2 separate regions of the Rattus norvegicus genome follow, and region 2 is linked to region 1. Evidence: chromatin contacts called from public Hi-C data. All regions are on one chromosome and are shown on one strand. The core of a region is the stretch at or near the end of the contact, and the rest is flanking DNA. Distances in the headings are between cores, read along the strand shown. Region 1 overlaps Stim2 (stromal interaction molecule 2). Region 2 has its middle 54 kb from the start of Stim2.

What was found. A called contact is a pair of places that touch in the nucleus more often than the background predicts.
Region 2: a Hi-C map of psoas muscle shows a contact between it and region 1, with 1.4 times the contacts expected there. The contact joins two enhancer-like sites. A contact is called at or near these places in 2 of 12 Hi-C or Micro-C datasets (mammary epithelial cells and psoas muscle) and 1 of 1 datasets of contacts at active chromatin or transcription factors (oligodendrocytes).

What each region holds. Positions count from the first base shown.
Region 1 is chr14:61,119,677-61,125,497 of GRCr8, forward strand. All of the region lies in intron 3 of Stim2 (stromal interaction molecule 2), which reads right to left. Among named protein-coding and RNA genes, the nearest start is that of Stim2, 94 kb to the right of the region's middle. Within about 2 kb of position 4,030, at least 1 of the 93 cell types and tissues checked has an H3K27ac peak or open chromatin away from gene starts, as enhancers often do.
Region 2 is chr14:61,268,451-61,273,993 of GRCr8, forward strand. No RefSeq gene overlaps it. Among named protein-coding and RNA genes, the nearest start is that of Stim2, 54 kb to the left of the region's middle. Within about 2 kb of position 4,176, at least 11 of the 93 cell types and tissues checked have an H3K27ac peak or open chromatin away from gene starts, as enhancers often do.

The sequences.
Region 1 (5,821 bases), core at 2,780-5,279:
AAGGAAGGGTTCAAGAACCCAGGAGGTCATTTAAGGTTTACTAAAGCCAGCATAGAAGACCCCTCACCAACACGGTGCATTTGAGCATCAAAAAAGGCTGGCAGTAACAAATGAAAACCCAGAGAATGAGAGAGAAAAGTTGGCACTGAGAGCAATGAGATGAACACATACTGCAGATGAAACTTCTAAGACTCAGAAAGATGCTGAGAGTATCTTTCCCGGGAGCTTCTTCCAAGTCAAGTCTGTTATCACCCACCGTTCTCACATGACAAGATGGTAATAATGCACTCTGTTTAAGTCTCTTGCAGTACAATGCCAACTAATAAACAGAAGAATGACGGAATTTGAAAAACTGCCATTTGGCAATCATCAGTATAATAGTTAATTAAAAAAAAAAAAACAAGATCCAAAGGACACCAAAACACGTGGGTGAATACAGTATGAGGAATATGATTTAATAGGGGATGGAGGCATAGCTCAGTTAGTTCTTACTTAACATGCACAGAGGCCTGAGTTCAGGTCACAGCACTGCATAAAACTGAGAGTGGATGAGCCACACAGCCAGTCTGATGCAGGCCAGGACTACATGAAACCCTGTGTCAAACAAAAACAGAACTATCCTAACAGAAAGATGGAAATTCACTTATAGAAGAAATACAGTGGGCACTACCTTCCATATGTGACAAAGGTAAAACCACCGACATTAAAACAAACTGACACAGACCACAAAAAAAGGATATAATGAAAAAAATCATTTCCACGACAATCCATTCATCCTCAATGCATAACCTGACCATGTAAATGTAACAAATAAACCCTAATTTAAGAACAAAAAAAAAGCTACAAAATAGCATTTTTAAAGATAATTAGCCAAAGTGAGTAGGGTATAGGATATAAAGGACCTCTCGAAGGCTGAAGACTGATCCTGTACTCTTCAGTTATGAAAGTCATTATTAGGACAAATGTGAGAACAGAAGTGGACGTGGGGAATCTCTGAACAAACAGCTCATGGAAAGTCTTTGTTCTGGTTCTGACAACTTCTCTAAGTCTGATTTACTTCAGCTATGAAATTAAAGCTTAAAAACAAGATGTTTATATGTAGATAAAAATTCTGTTAATTTTACTGCTTATGGTATTCTTGAAGACACTATGCTAATTGTTTTGGTTTTTGTTTGTTTGTCTGCTCTGGACCTCCCTATGTAGACTAGGCTGGCCTACAGTGCATAGAGATGGGCCTCCCCAGCTTCTGCAGTGCTGAGATTAAAGACATTCGACTTCACCCAGCCAGAATGGGGACCTTAAACAATGACAATGATAACAACAAACACAGGGCCCCATTCTCCCAAATCCTCAGCACAGCTGTCTGTGAGTGCAGACTTGCTACCAGGAGAGTGCTAATAGCTACAGTTTACAAATGGAAACGCAGGAACTTAGGGAACCTTATTCACCTGAAGTCACATGGAGAACTGAACATATGAAGTCAAACCAAGGCTCTCATTACTTGCAAATATTGATCTTGTCTGTTCAGGAAAGGAGGAGGGTCTTTCTTTAATAAGTGATGAAAAGGTAAAAGTTCTTAAACCTATAGCAAGTCTACATCAGAATTCATCTAGAAATAAGTTGAGAAGATGTATGATGAAAATACATAATACTGGAAATCTTTTACTATAGGTTTCTGGTATTTATACAAAAATAACAGCCACTATAAACAACTGAGACAACTTTAACAACTACAGTTTAAAGAAAGGCTGATTCATGACTTTGCAGTAAGGAATAATCTGTAATTTTAGAAGTGTCTTTAGAAACATAGTGATTACATGTGGTTAAATTACTAAAACATCTAAAACATCTCATATTTACTTTCAATTTTATGGGTTGGAGCTGACAACAATCTCTTACTGCTTATTTCATATTATTTTCACTGTTCTAATTAGCTGCTTACTGGTTTCCAAATCTACATTGTATTTCTTAGGCTTCTTGTGACTAGATCTAGATATTTTAGTCAGTCTCTGTCTGTGTCTGTCTCTGTGTCTGTCTCTGTCTCTGTCTGCCTCTCTCTCTCTCTCTCTCTCTCTCTCTCTCTCTCTCTCTCTCTCTCTTGTCTCCAGATGAGCCAATGAAAACAGTAACCTGCTCTCTCTTTCAAAAGTGTTAGAGATAAATCAATATGATTTTATGAAATATAATTCAAGGTCCTATTTAGTTATGAACTATTCATTCATGTATTTGATGGACCATGTAAGCAAAACTCTTTATTATCTAGGAATTACTTGTAATAGAACTGTCAACAAACTATAATTGACTTCTAAATCATACCTAACAAATTTACTTGCAAAATAAAAAGCTACTAGTGTAAGAACTTCGTGTTGTGGTTTGAATATGCTTTGCCCAGAAAGTGTCACTATTTAGAGGTGTAGCCTTGTTAGAGTAGGTGTAGCCTTGCTAGAGGAAGTGTGTCACCATGGACATGGACTTTAAGATCCTCGTCCTAGGGCTGGAGAGATGGCTCAGTGGTTAAGGGCACCGACTGCTCTTCCCGAGGTCCTGAGTTCAAATCCCAGCAACCACATGGTGGCTCACAACCATCTGTAATGAGATCTGATGCCCTCTTCTGGTGTGTCTGAAGACAGCTACAGTGTACTCATATATATAATAAATAAATAAAATATTTAAAAAATAATTCTTAAAAAAAAAAAAAAAAAAGATCCTCGTCCTAGCTGCCTGGAAGACAGTCTCCTATCTGCCTTTGGATGAAGATGTAGAACTCTGATCTCCTCCAGCCCCACATCTGCCTGAGAGCTGCCATGCTCCTACCTTCATGACATGGACTGAACCTCTGAACCTGTAAGCCAGCCCCAAATAAATGTTGTCTTTTGTAAGAATTGCCTTGGTCATCTTGTCTGTTCACAGCAGTAAAACCATAACTAAGACACTGCGCAACTGTCCCTAGAGAACGCTGATCCTTCCTTCCTGTTAATATAAAAAAGATGACTAATCACAATGGCATCAAATTGATTTTTGAAAAAATGCTAACCAGATCCTACACTAGATCATAAAGAAAGTGACAAGAGTCAATAAAAACCTAAGTGAACTATTATTTTATAATAGAGTGGGACATAAAAGTACTGCTTCTTCTAGATGTGATGGCAGCAATTACCTATGGAAAATTCCTGAAGTAATACTGTACTAGACAACTCTTTGAAGCTTTTATAAATTCCAGGTGTATTCACTGTACAGTGCCCATTGTCTATCCTGGAGGAGCCTTACTGGGAAAAGTCAACAGTACTCAGATCTAATTCTCATGTAAATGAAGAAACAACACTGTAAAAACCTTTTACATTCTTTCTGTTTTAAAAATATACCGAAACCTAAGTCTCGGTAATGACTGGAGTGTAATAAATAACAATGGTATTCTATGAGTGTTTGGGTGGTATAGAAAAAAACACCTACTCTTCTAATACACAAATATTTGGAAGGCATCTCTCTTGTCAAGATTTCTAAATTCATTCAGTGTACATAGTATTCCTGAGTTTTATACAACCTCTGATTGACTGCTTTCCTTCTACAGTGATGCTGGGGGAAGAGGCACCTGCCTGTAATTTCAGCACTCAGCTGATTCAGGAGGCTATCCCTAAAGCCAGCCCAGTTACAAAATAAAACCCTCTCTCAAAAGTAAGTTTATAAACTCAGTCAGTTTGGACCTGTCACAGACAAAGTACCAGGCAGTACCTAGGAAAACTGCTTTAATAAGTAGGTAAGTTTTTTTTCTTTTTGTTTGTTTTCAATTTTCAAAGCTGTATTAGCTCATTTTGATAAAATTGAGATTTAATACAATATTACAGTATCCATTTGTTTGTTTCGAGATTTCAGAAAAACTTAATTTGCAGTCAAAAGCCTATCAGATTGTTCTAACCCGTGGCCAGGCCCCAGCCTGCATCCATCCTGGATTTTATCAGCCTCGGTCTGCTCTTCCCTGTCTAACTGCTCTCGCTAACCTGGCTGTAGGGCTGGGTGTGCTAGTATTCCACTTCTACACTTTCTGATCATCTGAGGGAATGAAGTCAGAAAGATGTAACCAAAACACCCCAGTGACAGGTTGGTGTGACTTCCTGGCACTTTTCTAACTAGCACAGGCAAGGAAGATGCCTACTTTCTTTTGGTCACCATCCTTGAAAATGCAAGCCCACAGAGGCTAAGATCCTCTAGAAATTAAGAATAAGCCTCTAGAAATTAGCAGATAAAATCCCAACAGACAAGACAGTGAGACCAGCATGAGCAGTCTAATTATATATCTGCACTTTCCAACTCAGTGAGGGCTGCTTTTCAATTAAGATGGTGCGGTCTTCCTCCGTATCAATTACTGCTGAACTGGAGCATTCTATTAATACATGAACACACTGTGAAACCTCCATCCTTTAAAATACAACTAACTGTTTAAAAACATTTTTACTCATGGTTGTGTATATAACTGTGAGGATGTGAGTGGGGATACTTACGGAGGCCAGAAGGATCCAAAATCCCTTGGACCTGGAGTTACAGACAGTTGTGAGACACCCCTCCCCACTGCCTCTCGACCCCACAAAATAACATTTTTAACCTGTTTCTTCCTTCTGGTATCAGGATCCCATTCTCTATTCCTCCCTCAGGAAGTCAACAATATTTACTGTCTTCACTTCCTGTGTAAACTACACCATTTACTTTCACTTGGCCAGCATGAACCTGCATCTATTTAGAACACTGAAGGTCCAACCATGAAGCCTGCTGCTTCAACTCCTCTCTGGAGTTCATACCCATTCTTAAAACATGCTCTTTCTGAGGTCTCCGGACCCTCACACTCTCTTAGTTTTCTTTCTCTTTGGATGTTTCTCAGTACTCTCTCTCAAATCTTACTGTTTCTGGCCTCATAGCCCTCTGTCTTCTACCTCACCCATCATTAAAAAAGCTCAGTTAGCATTTGTTCTTTCCATTGAGCACCCACAAGCTTATCCAGACATTTCCCCTAATTATTACAATCCTCCAAATTGTGACACTATTGAAATGCAAAACCTTTATTCTTATTCTTGTTCGTACCAATATCCAGTATCCAATCACACAGTAAATATAATGCTAACTATTTTTTCAAACTAGAACTTGATTGGCCAGTCTGCCACCCTGCTCTCACCAGACAGTCACCACTGCTCAAGTTCACTCCCAGACCCTCACCAGCAGCTACTCCTAGACAGAGTAGGTTCAGCATAAAGCACAGCCCTGGAAGCAAGAGAATTGAGTTAAGATCCCAGAACCTATAGAACTGCCGGGTGAGTGTGGCCACCTGACTGCAATTTCATTCCCAGAGGGCTGAGGCAGAGAATCCCTAGAGCAAGCCAGTTAGCAAGACTAGACATACTGGCCAGCCGTACGTTTGATTCAGAAACCATGCCTCAAAGAATAAGATGAAAGACCAAGTGGAAAGATTCTCACCACCAACCTTGAGCTTCTGTGTGCATGGGCACTACACACTCACACACATGCACACAAGAAAAAACAAAAATGAACTCAAAACTCCTAAATGGAGATATTATTAAAATATACTTATAACAAATCCTAGATCTATATGTGGCTGTAAAAAAGTCTAATAGGGAATCTGGAGATGTCCATCTCTCTTATGCTATCCTTTATTACAGCCTACTACATACGCCTTCTTATTATACTCCTTTAAATATATGAAACCATTGCCAGTCTTGGGGACCTTAAACTATATGGCCCCTAAGTCTCCCAGAATATAGTTCACAGGACCAACCCTTGCCTCACTATCAGCAAACAGGTCTACAACCAAATATTA
Region 2 (5,543 bases), core at 2,926-5,425, 150 kb after region 1:
GGGAGGACAATCTGGCTAAACTCCACATGCACATTCCCAGCAGTTTCATGTTTGGGAAATGATTCTACTAATGTGTTTGCCAGTGGAAAAGGTATATATTTTGTGATGCAACTTGTATTGACAAATGGTAAAAGTAACCCCAATATTCAGTAACAGGGGGCCAGGTTCTCGGTCAACTGGAAACTGGGGTGGACACATCGTAGGTGACAAAAGAGGTCTTTGTGCTCTCACAGACTTATGCAGAAGCATGCTTGTGAACATCCGATTATGCAAAGCACAACAGGGGGGAAATCAACATACTTAACTATATACAAAACTTCTGGAAGAATCTGTCTGGTAAGGCATGAGATAGAACTGGGCAGATGTGAGACACGGATGGGAAAAGTTTTCACTATATCCTGTCTTTGAATTTTTTGATGTGTGTGTGTGTGTGTGTGTGTGTGTGTGTGTGTGTGTGTGTGTGTATTAGCTATTTAGCTCCTAGTTACCCTTAGGCCCTCATTTTCCATACATTTTGAGACAATTTAATCTAACTTCTATCTTCCCCAATGGTAATTGATTACATTTATTTCTTGATTTTGGTGAGACCGACTTGTATTATATTCACAACCAAGACTGAATTATTCCCCCCATCTGTTAAGGTCTTGGCTTAGATGTTTGATAAGATGTTACTACTTCATGCCTTTCATGTTAAATTCATTTCTAATAAAAATATCATCTTTATTGTGATTGAAATATGTTTCCCATTCTGTTTTCTAGGTGCTGACTGCCAGAAAGAGAACATTTCAAGTTCCTTATTTAAATACTATAATGCTGATAAATTTATATTTTTTATTTAAAATTTTTTTCTGTATGGGTATTTCACCTGCATGTATGACTATGCACTGCATGTGTGCTTAGTATACACAGAAGCCATAATATGGCATTGGATCCCAACACTGGTAATACAGGTGGTTGTGAACTGCCGCGTAAGTGCTGGGGATTGAACCTGGCTGTTCTGGAAGTGTAGTCATTGCTTACAACCATTAAAACATCTCTGCGGCTCTGAACCAGATTGCTTTTAAAGCACATAACCACATTCTCAACATAGACATCTTATTTCAATGGTTATAACAATTGTTTCATATTCTATTTAAATGAAATTGTTAGATCCTAAGAACAAGTATTAATAATACTTGTAACTTCATTTTAAGCTTCTGGTTTCAATGGAAGTAAGTCTAGTTATTATTTTTTAGGTTAATATTATGCTGAGATGTTGTTGCTCTGTAGGTCTAGAAGAATTGAACACTGGCGTTTCCTATGATTCAATGTATCTATTCTTCTCTTCCACACCTATTTTAGGTGTTTATTTGAAATTGCTTGCATGCTGTATCAAATGCATGGTGTGCTGATTGTGGTGACTAGAACAACTGTACCTGCATGTGTTTCCTGCCTCCGTGCTGTTCTTTCCCACATCGATTTGACACATGCATCTGACTCTAGCCAACTGGACATGGGCAGGCATGATGCAATCAGAACCGGATATGCAATTGCACAATAGGACTGGTGCTCTTGGAAGAGGTCCGCACTCAGAATCCTGTACAGTGCTGTGTGAAAGAATGGGCCAGTCTACAAATGCTGGAAAGTCACTTGGTCCCATTCATTATGTAAGTCACACAGTAATAGCACAGGGATAAGATCTTCTCATTTGAATTCATCCAGGCCGTAGAATCACACAGAGTAACCTTAAATCAGTGATTCTCAACCTGTGAGTTGTGACCCCTTTGTGGGTCCAATGACCCTTTCATAGGGGTTGTATATCAGCTATCCTGCATATCAGATATTTACATTATGATTCATAACGGTAGCAAAATTACAGTGATGGATTAGCAGTGAAAATAATTTTGTGGTTGGGGTCACCACAACATGAGGAACTTCATTAAAGGGTCACCACATTAGGAAGGTTGAGAACCATTGATTTAAATTAGTTGATTTGTCATTTATAACAAAGAACACATCCCTGGGAGATTGTTGTAATAATGAACCCTGGTGACAGATTTTTCTGATCTGAGATAACCCAACTATGTAACTATTATTTATCCTTTAGTTACTACTTTCGATTAACTGCTGGACTCTTATTGGGTGATTTTTTTTCATGTAATTTTTAATAATTCTAATATTGAATTACAGAATTTAGGTTTCTCTGTGGCCCAGAGTTATTCGCGTTATATTTTAACCATCTATTTTGGACAGTTGACACTTGCCTGTGAAACTCTCTGATCATAAAGCGTTCCAGGGTTGACATCATCCCTTCCAGGTCCTCTAGAAGACCTTGTGCTTATACTCACTAGAGTTTGATATTTTACATATTGCTTATAGAATATGCATATTTTAATATTTTAAATTTTGATATTTAAGACCTTTGTGTCCTCTTGATTTCTTTCATATATGTGACTGTGCCTTTTTTTTCTAAACTAGGTGTTTCGCTCTCTCTCTCTCTCTCTTTTTTTTTTTTTTTTTTTTTTTTGGTGTTAGGAGTTGATCTAGTTCTCACACATTCAGGTCACATGAACCATTGAGCTCTATCCTTAACTCTATGATTTCTTTTACCCTCTATGAAGGTCTCCTAATCTATTTAGTAAGCTTTTCAAGTAGTTGAAGTTGGGATGGCTTTACTTTTTATTATATTGTCTTTTAAATTTTTTATCTTTATGAATTTAATCTTCCTGGTTTCTTTTGGCTCATTTTCTTTTTAGAAGTTCAATTTCAAAATTGAAAGCGGTAACCAAGAAAGAGCTTTCAGTGCTCTGCCAGTCTCTTCCCTCCCCCTCCCTCCCTGGGTGATCTTTAACAGCAGTAAGAACCCTTCATAAAAAACGAGCACCTTTCCTTTATAAGAAAATTGGCCTGAGGGGTGGAGCCACGCGCCATGTTCCAGTAGCTCCAGCAGCATGCAGCTCCTCTCTCTTTGGCAAGCGAGTATTAATTTCCCTTTAGGACACCTGCTTCCCTGTGATCTCATCTCCATCCAAGTACAGACCGTGACTCAGGCTTAGCTAGTCATCATTCTCTATCCCGTTGGCCAGTGATTGACTCAGGAACTCAGAGATGACCCAAAATGGACCAATCAAACATTCTCCAAGGGCTTAATTAGAGTATTAGGAAGGAGACTGCTTCTGCCCTGGGATTTCATTTGCTATGACGCAAGATTATCAAGAGCTGCCAGAGGTTGCCAGTCTTTATTGCTTCTAGAAAGGCATCTACGAACCATACACTGCCCAGAAGGAGAAAGAAGAGCTGGATTCTGAGTGACATCAGTTGTACCATTGACCAGTATGCCTGGAGGCGACTCATTCTGTTTGTGCATCCTTACTATGTGAGTAAATGCTCACTTTTGTTAAGTGGGCCTGAATGTCTACCCTAAATCATAAGCTGAATTCTGACAAACATAGAAAACATAGTGACTCAGTTAGGGTTTCTATTACTGTGAACAGACGCCATGACCATGCCAACTCTTATACAAGAAAACATTCTTTGGTGCTGCCTTACAGTTTAGAGGTTTAGTCTAGTATCGTCACAATGGGAAGCATGGCAGTGGACATGGCGCTGGAGAGGTAGTAAGGGTCCTACATCCAGATCCTCGGACTGCAGGACAAAAGAGACACTGAGTCTGGCCTGAACTTATGAAACCTCAAAGCCCATCCCCAGTGATACACTTCCTCCAACAAGGCCACACCTTCTAACACTGCCACCCACTATGGGTCTATGGGGGCCATTTTCCTTCAAAGCGCCACACATGGTATCAGGAAAACATGACCTGTCAATGAGAGTCAAGTCACCCTACTCAGTTTGTGTGTCACTATGTGGCCCCCTACTTTTATCCTCACAGTTCCTGACTCAGTCGCACAATCACCACTCCATCTTCCACATGACTTGCTTGCCTGCGTCTTTTGACTGGTTAATGTTGGCATTAAGGATAAAAAAATAAAAAAGTTTTAAAAAGTCCAAGTAATTTTTATCTGAAAACTTGCTAGTTTGAACTTTCTAAAGGAGAAAGATAAGCTTATTCGTGATTGTTGTTGCAGAATCACCTTCTTAGTGGGTCTATTTTCCTGGAAAGGCACGAGGCTACATGAATGTAGTCAGGCCTGGCCTGTGTGGAGGGAAGGGAGTATCCACAGAACAGCTGTGCTGTGGGCTGGAGGCCAGGAAACCTAGGGAAACCAGCAGGCTTGATCTAAACGCAGCTTCTCACACAAGGGCCGACAGGCCCTGTTCAGTATTTGCAGGGAAATGGGACAAACAGAATTTTTTCATGCAGCTTCATTTTATTAAAAGATCTGCAGAAATCAGATTACTCACAAATTAAAACAATCCTTAGGAAAAAGGGGAGAACACACACTTAGAGGAAACTTACTATCATGTCTGGCTGCTCTGGTCAATATATACGACTAAGGTGCAATTTTTCTTGCCTGAAGGAAAAAAAAAACTATTGGCCCGGTGTTCCCCTCCAGCCATGCCTTGGTGAGTTGCTCCTGTTATAGTATGGAACAGGTTGTGTCTGAATTTTCTGTCTCCACTTGTCCTTATCCTGATCTTTCTTCAGCCCACTCCTGTCAGTGTTTGGCTTCTATTTTGCTCTTGCTAAGTCTCTAGAAGATTCCATGTTGCTAATTTCAGTGGTCCATTTTCAGCCCTGTTTGTTGACCTCTGTGGCAGTTTATTCACGTCTTCTGGAAGTACTTTTCTTTACTCAGCTCTCAGAACCCTGCATTCTGCCAGGTACCCCTTCTCTGCTTGGTCTCTTTTGTGGTTTCTCCTCAGCTTCCAGACCCCTTACTATGGGTGGAGGGTTGCTTTTTTGACGTCTGCTCTATCCATGTGTTCTGACCTATGATCCCAGCCAGCTTCCCAACTTGAAATTCCATCTATATGCCGACATCTTCTAAATGTATTTCTCTGCCTGGACCTTTCCCCTGAATTCTTGTTACATATTTGTCTTCAATGTCCCCATTTGGATGGGGAACATGCATCTCAGACTTAACTTACCCAGAAAGGAAACTTGCCCTCCCTGGGTAAGCCTGCTCCTGCCCTATCTCATCAAATCACAACGAGGTTTTCATATTTTTGGACCTCAACCCATGGAGTCAGTTTTGATTCCTCCTTTACTCTTAAACTCCTATCTCTAATCAGCCAGAAAATTGTCTGGCTCTATCCACAAATATTTGCAGGATTTGCACTCATGCCATCCTCAGCTTGGCTCAAGTCACCGTACTCTATCATCTCTTGCCAAGATTCCTGTCCTAGTCTCATAGCTTTGTGCTTTGCCTGTGTTTGACTTTCCTCCATCTAGCAACTGATATGATCCTTTCATTAAACATGTCAGGTTCTCTACATAGAACCCTCCATGACTTTCTCCTTGCTCAAAATCAAAGATAACCTCCCTATGAAGCTCAAAGACCTCACTCCACCCCCCGTGTGTTTCTCCTAACTCCTCATGTGCCCACCCCATCACTTTCTCTAGCCTTGAACTAAATGCTACTTTTCCATGAGTCTTTACCACC